Regions from separate parts of the Callithrix jacchus genome. Here region 1 is linked to region 2. The links are chromatin contacts, called in public Hi-C maps. All regions are on one chromosome and are shown on one strand. The core of a region is the stretch at or near the end of the contact, and the rest is flanking DNA. Distances in the headings are between cores, read along the strand shown. Region 1 has its middle 14 kb from the start of CAMK2G. Region 2 overlaps VCL (vinculin).

Evidence for each region. Hi-C and Micro-C count contacts between places; a contact is called where the count stands out from the background.
Region 1: a Hi-C map of skeletal muscle shows a contact between it and region 2, with 5 times the contacts expected there. The contact joins two enhancer-like sites. A contact is called at or near these places in 2 of 3 Hi-C or Micro-C datasets (induced pluripotent stem cells and skeletal muscle).

Annotation. Positions count from the first base shown.
Region 1 is chr12:56,321,059-56,324,043 of calJac240_pri, reverse strand. No RefSeq gene overlaps it. Among named protein-coding and RNA genes, the nearest start is that of CAMK2G, 14 kb to the left of the region's middle. Within about 2 kb of position 1,488, at least 9 of the 16 cell types and tissues checked have an H3K27ac peak or open chromatin away from gene starts, as enhancers often do. A contact at or near this core is called in skeletal muscle, where this site is marked.
Region 2 is chr12:56,134,792-56,137,491 of calJac240_pri, reverse strand. The region is part of intron 6 of VCL (vinculin); the gene reads left to right. Among named protein-coding and RNA genes, the nearest start is that of AP3M1, 76 kb to the right of the region's middle. Within about 2 kb of position 1,406, at least 1 of the 16 cell types and tissues checked has an H3K27ac peak or open chromatin away from gene starts, as enhancers often do. A contact at or near this core is called in skeletal muscle, where this site is marked.

The DNA of each region.
Region 1 (2,985 bases), core at 239-2,738, 190 kb before region 2:
TGAGGTCCTAGCACTCTAGGTCAGGAATTTGAGACCAGCCTGGCCAACATGGTGAAACTCCATCTCTGCTAAAGATACAGAAATTAGCTGGGTATGGTGGTGCGTGCCTGTAATCCCAGCTACTTGGGAGGCTGAGGCAGGAGAATCGCTTGAACCTGGGAGGCAGAAGCTGCAGTGAGCTGAGATTGCACCACTGCACTCCAGCCTGGGCAACAGAGCCAGACTCTGTTTCAAAGAACAACAACAAACAAAAAAATAAATAAATAAATTTCTTATGTTGAACATAGATTGCTTTAATAACAATAACAATAATGCCATATTTTTTCCCTACCATCTCCTTTTAATCATCACAACGCTACAGGGTAAGTTTTAGTATTCTCATTTTATAGATGAGAAAACTGAGGCAGAGAGATTGCACTGATTCTCTGAACTCACCCCTTAAAATGGTTGGCACCTAAATATGGGCTTGCTGTTTGCGTTCTTAAAACTTTGGTTTTGACTTCTCATTTAGATCATAGGTTTCTTAAAGACAGAGCCCTTGTCTTCTGCTTGTATCTCCTTGTCTTCCCTCCTCATAGCTTGTGGCCAAGCACTAAGTACGGTAGTGAGTGCTTTTGAATGGGTTTGTCCGTTGGATGGATCCTGTTGTCCTAGTATGGGCCACTTATGTTGCTGGTGGTGCCATCTTGAATGCTTTCCACTTTGGGCCCAAGGATGGAGAACCTGGAGACAGAGCGAGCCACAGAGGTGAGGAGGCTGGGCCTCCACCCCAAACGGGCAGTGATTCTGCTTGTCCACTAGAGGCCGCCTTAAACCCAGTTTTAAAGAGCCAGAGCACTACCAGATTACTCAGCCCACCCCACCCCAGGAGTCATTTTCAACGCCAAGTCTGTCTAAGAACCCAAGGCCCCACAGTCCATTGGTGCTTGCAGCTTTGGTTTCTTCCAACAGATCACTACATCTTGGAGATGGAATGAGCTCCGGAATAAAAGTTGCTGATGCCAGCTAGATAACAGGAGTGTTTTGGCAGGCTCCAGGTGCCCCTCAATGAGCCAAATCAACAAATGTATATGGGGCACCCAACTGAGCACCTTCTGTGTATTATGGAGCATGCTCTACTCTGGGACTAGCTTGGTGAACAAGACCTCCCTTCTTACCCTCCCAGCTCTTATGATCTAATGAGGTACACAAACCTAAAATCAATGCATTATGTGATAAACTGCTGACATGATTTCTGTTCCAGGGTTAGTTCTCTCTACGTCTCATTTCACTGTGAATTATCCCATGGGACAAGGGACTTGCTTTAGGGCAAGGAAGTCAGGCCAGAATCAGAGAAAGGAAAATGGCCCACATTTGGAGAATCACTGCAGAACCCCTCCTTTCTGGAGGTAGAAGGATCTCCAGTGTCTTCTGGTGGACCTGAAGGCATCTGGTGTTGGAGTGGGTGCTGGGGAAAAGGAAGTACAGGCCACCTGGACACAGCCTGCCTGCTCTTCGTTCTCCAGGTGGCCTGGGAGCTTTGCTTGGGAAGGGAAGCAGATTCCCCAGACTTTGGGTTGTGACCCTCCTGCTTGCTTTCTCACTGATTTCTCTTTGCCTTTTTTTTCTTTCTTGCTTCCTTTTTCTCAGATTATCTCAGTCAACATGTTTGTCAGATGAATGTGATATTTAGGGCACTCCTTTTCACCCGGAAGCCTGAGGTCAAGGAAGTCACGACAGAGTTGGGGAGATAAGATACAGAGGGATAGAGACAGACTCCCACACAGTGCAGCATTTTTGTAAGTGCAAGTTGTGGCCGCCCATGGCCATTGCTAGGGATAGATCCCTGGGGTCTGAGGGGGTCTAGGAATGCTTCCTTCCTGGAGGAGCTCAGTCTTCCCAGTGGTGGGTTGCTATGTGTAGGTGTTTTCAGAAAAGACAGAGAAGGGTGAAACATGCCCCCCGCCGACGCAGTTGTTCATTCCAGTGTGCCTGGACAAGGGTCTCAGAGGCCCCAGCGCTCCACATTCCTGAGAAGCAGCTTCTGAGTCAGAGCCCCAGAAACAGCTGAGGCGGCTTCAGGCTGGAGTCTTGGCTCTGTTTTCCTCCATTCTGTCCAAATGCAACTCCCTCCGTAGCTATTTGGATGTGACCAGAAACCCAAGCAGGGCCCTGGGGTGGGAGCCTGGCTCAGCCAAAGTCTCTAAAATGGATTTGTTCCCTGCATTCCCTCCAGGGCTGCAGCCATCAGGTAAAGGTGGGTGCCCAGTGACACTTGTGCCAGAAAACCCAAGGGGCACAGGAGACTCACCCTGTGCTTTCAAGTTGCAGCCCCCAATGCAGCTATTGTTGGATTGCCTCTGGGAAGGGGGTCGTAATTAGGATTTGGCTTAAGTTAAGACAGCAGCATTCCCTGGGCAATCTGCCAGCGCCTCCTCACTGCCTGGGCGTGGGGCCCAGGACATGCCAGGGCAATGCCAGGGAGCTGACTCAGGGGGCAGCATGAAGGGAACAGAAAAACCCTTCCCACCCACCAGCCAAGAGAGGAGATGAAGCTGCCTGGGGGCCTGCTGTGATGTCCCTGCACACCCAGATCACCAGCAGACTCTGCGTATGGGGCCACTCCTCAGGCCACAAAGCCATGAAGCCCCATATTTCCCAGGGCCATCAGCAGAAAGCCAGGGCTCCCCCTTCATTCTCTGAGTTCCCTTCTTCCTACAGTGACCTCTAGTTGTGCAGGTCTAGGTTCCCCAAACCCCCTTCTACAATTAGTGCAGGTCCTGCCATTGCCACTTTCTTGACTGTGACCTTGGGCAAGTCACTTACTTGGATGAGATTTAGATTCCTTATATTTAAGGTGGGGTGAATAATATCTGCGTGTCTCATAGGGCTGCAGTAAGGATCAAATGAGATAATGTCTATGAAGTTATCTTGTACATTAAAAAGCACATTTATAATAAGAGTATTATTGTTGTCATCATTTTTCCTGAGACAGAAATTACAGCC
Region 2 (2,700 bases), core at 157-2,656:
CCATTGGGGGTATTGATTGGCACCTGTCTCATACTTTATCTTGTAATTTTTGTAGCATAAGAGTACTCAGGTATTATGAAAGTAATTTCTTCTTCATTTTTGTTTCATGGGTTACTTGCTGTCTTTGCTAAATTCCTTTGTTCTAAAGTAGAACAAGTAAATAGGCATGTGGGGTAAATAATGGCTTAAGGCTGAGATTTATAGCTTTTCCTTCAGGCTGAAATCTCATTGTTTGGACCTCTGAGTTACCTGTGGTAGAAGAGTATATTCCCCTGAGAGGGAGTGCTGCCTTATATATGGGTGGTTGTTCCCAGTTGACTAAGTAAGATACAGATATACCTGTAATTCTGAGCTTTATGGAAAACTTTTCTTTAACCAACCTTTGATCCAGAGAAATCTACAGAGGAAACTCTTGGCATTTCTAGATGTATCCCTTGATCATTCCATTTTCCCCAAGGAAAGTTTAATTAAAATATTAGTCTTCATATTGGTCAGTTAGTTTGAGGGATCCCTTCACCCTTTGTCTGGAATCTCTTCTTGGACTCCAGAGGGGCTGGCGGATTCCTTCTAGAGCCCGTCAGCAATGATTTTGTGTTGCTGCTGCTCTGGTCTGCTACTCCATGTTTAATGACTGTGAACAAAGCTTTCAGGTCTAGGGGAACAGAGATACTTGAGTTTACACTTTCCTTGTAGAGTCCAAGATGCAGGCAGTGGGAGGAACACACTGTCCTCAAGATCTAGCTTTCCCATGTGTGACCCAAATGTCTCCAGGGCCACCCAGAAGGCTGATAGCCAACTAAAGAGGGGATTTTGTAGTATAACTTCCATTGGGTACTCAGTAGAGCAGTATGTTCTCCGGGACATCTATAAGGTAAGGTAAAAGGTGGGTCCTGAAATCACCAGCCCTCTTTCTTGTTGCCCTGAAAGCTAATTTAATTATTTAGAGTAAATTAGCTTATTTTAACTATGGATTTATTTACAGAGACATTTTCTCATTGATGTTAAGTTCTTGAATAGATTCTAAGACTGTATTTTAAATCTATATGGTAAAATCATTTTAACTGATATTTTATTTGATTTTGCTTTTGCATAGTTGACAACTTTCACTTCCCTATTATGACTTCTTTATGCATCTTTTTTTTTGTTCTTTTGTTTTATTATTTTTCTCACGTTTAGAAGGTAAGCTTTCTCTTGCCCTCTAGTTTCTTTTTCGCTTAAAAAGAGAAAAAGCATGTCTGAGGTTTTCTTGTGCTGTGTGCCGTGCCTTATTGTGTGTAACACTGTGCTCGAATGTGCGTCAGAATGTAATTTAATACAGGACTCTATGCAGTGCTAGGGAGACTGACTGGCTCATATTGAGCTATTTCTTTGGGGAAAGCTAAAGGAAAGACATTACTCTGGGCTATCAGGCTGCCTATTTTTAGTGGGTACTTTGATTTCTTTAAGTAGGCTCCTGGGATCTTTTTTGGCCTGGTCTTTCCCACTGACTTCATTTGAGGAACAGGATTCCCCAGGTAGCTGGGTGACCCTTGAGTTACCTGTGGACCCTGCTGTTGGGAAAGGAGACTTCCAACTGATGCTATCTCTGTATCTGCCTCTCTCACCAGTCTTCTTTGCAGGCGCTAAAATTTTGCTTTTAGAGATGCATCATTGAGGTTTTAAGCCATAATGAAAAAGAGCTGTCTAGAGAGCTTAGATGAGGCACCTGTCCTTCATACTAATCCTAGCCTTCAAAATCCAAAGGAAAACAGAAGTGAAGTGTGTCTAAAGGTCTTCCTAACTTCATTCCATGGCTCACTGCATGTACTGCTGTCCAAGCTGAATTAGCTATAGTTCTCCATGACCTCATGTTCCCCTAACCGAAGCTCTTCACTTATTTTCTTTCCTTTGCTTCTAAGCAGATTAGAAAAAGTAATAAGGAGGAACAGGCATTTTAACCTTAATGTTTCTCTATTTTCAGAAGGGAAAAGCTATCCATCATTTAGTGAATAAATGTTATTGAGCTTTATTTTGTGCAAGTGCCATCAAGAGCTGCTTCTTTCATTAAAAAAATACAGTCAGTTGAGTTTTTCAGGACTAGGATTAGGCAGTTGGGAAACAGACCTGGTACTCACTGTGTATAGTCTTGTAGCTGGTCCCAGTTTTATGCTGAGGAAAACCAATTTGTTAGGATGCTACAAACTAACTTCATCTGAAATGAAAGAAGGTAAATTAAATTAGCTCAATTCAAGTACGTGATGACATCAGAACGAACAAGAGATGCTTACTTTTTAACCTACTGACCATCAGAATGAACAAGAGATGCTTATATTTTAACCTAATGACATCAGAATAAGCAAAAGAGGTTTATTTTTAACCTAATTTTGCTTTTGTTATACATTTATATGGTTCAAAAAAATCAAAGTGCTACAAAAAGATATACACGATAAGTCTTCCTCCTAATCTGGTTCCCATTCACTCTAATTCTCCTCATACTCTAAGAATAATCATTTCTACTGGTTGCAAAAATAGAAAAAAATTTACCTTGAAATTAGAAATTAGCAACTAGGATTTTGGCTCTTTTTCAGTTTTGTATCATTATGCATCTTTTATTGCTCCACTGTAAGCAGTGAATTAATCAGACCTTTTGTCTGACCGTGACTGCTGGGTTCCCATTCTGTTTAATGCATATAGTGTCTTTCACCTCTTTCGCCCCTACCG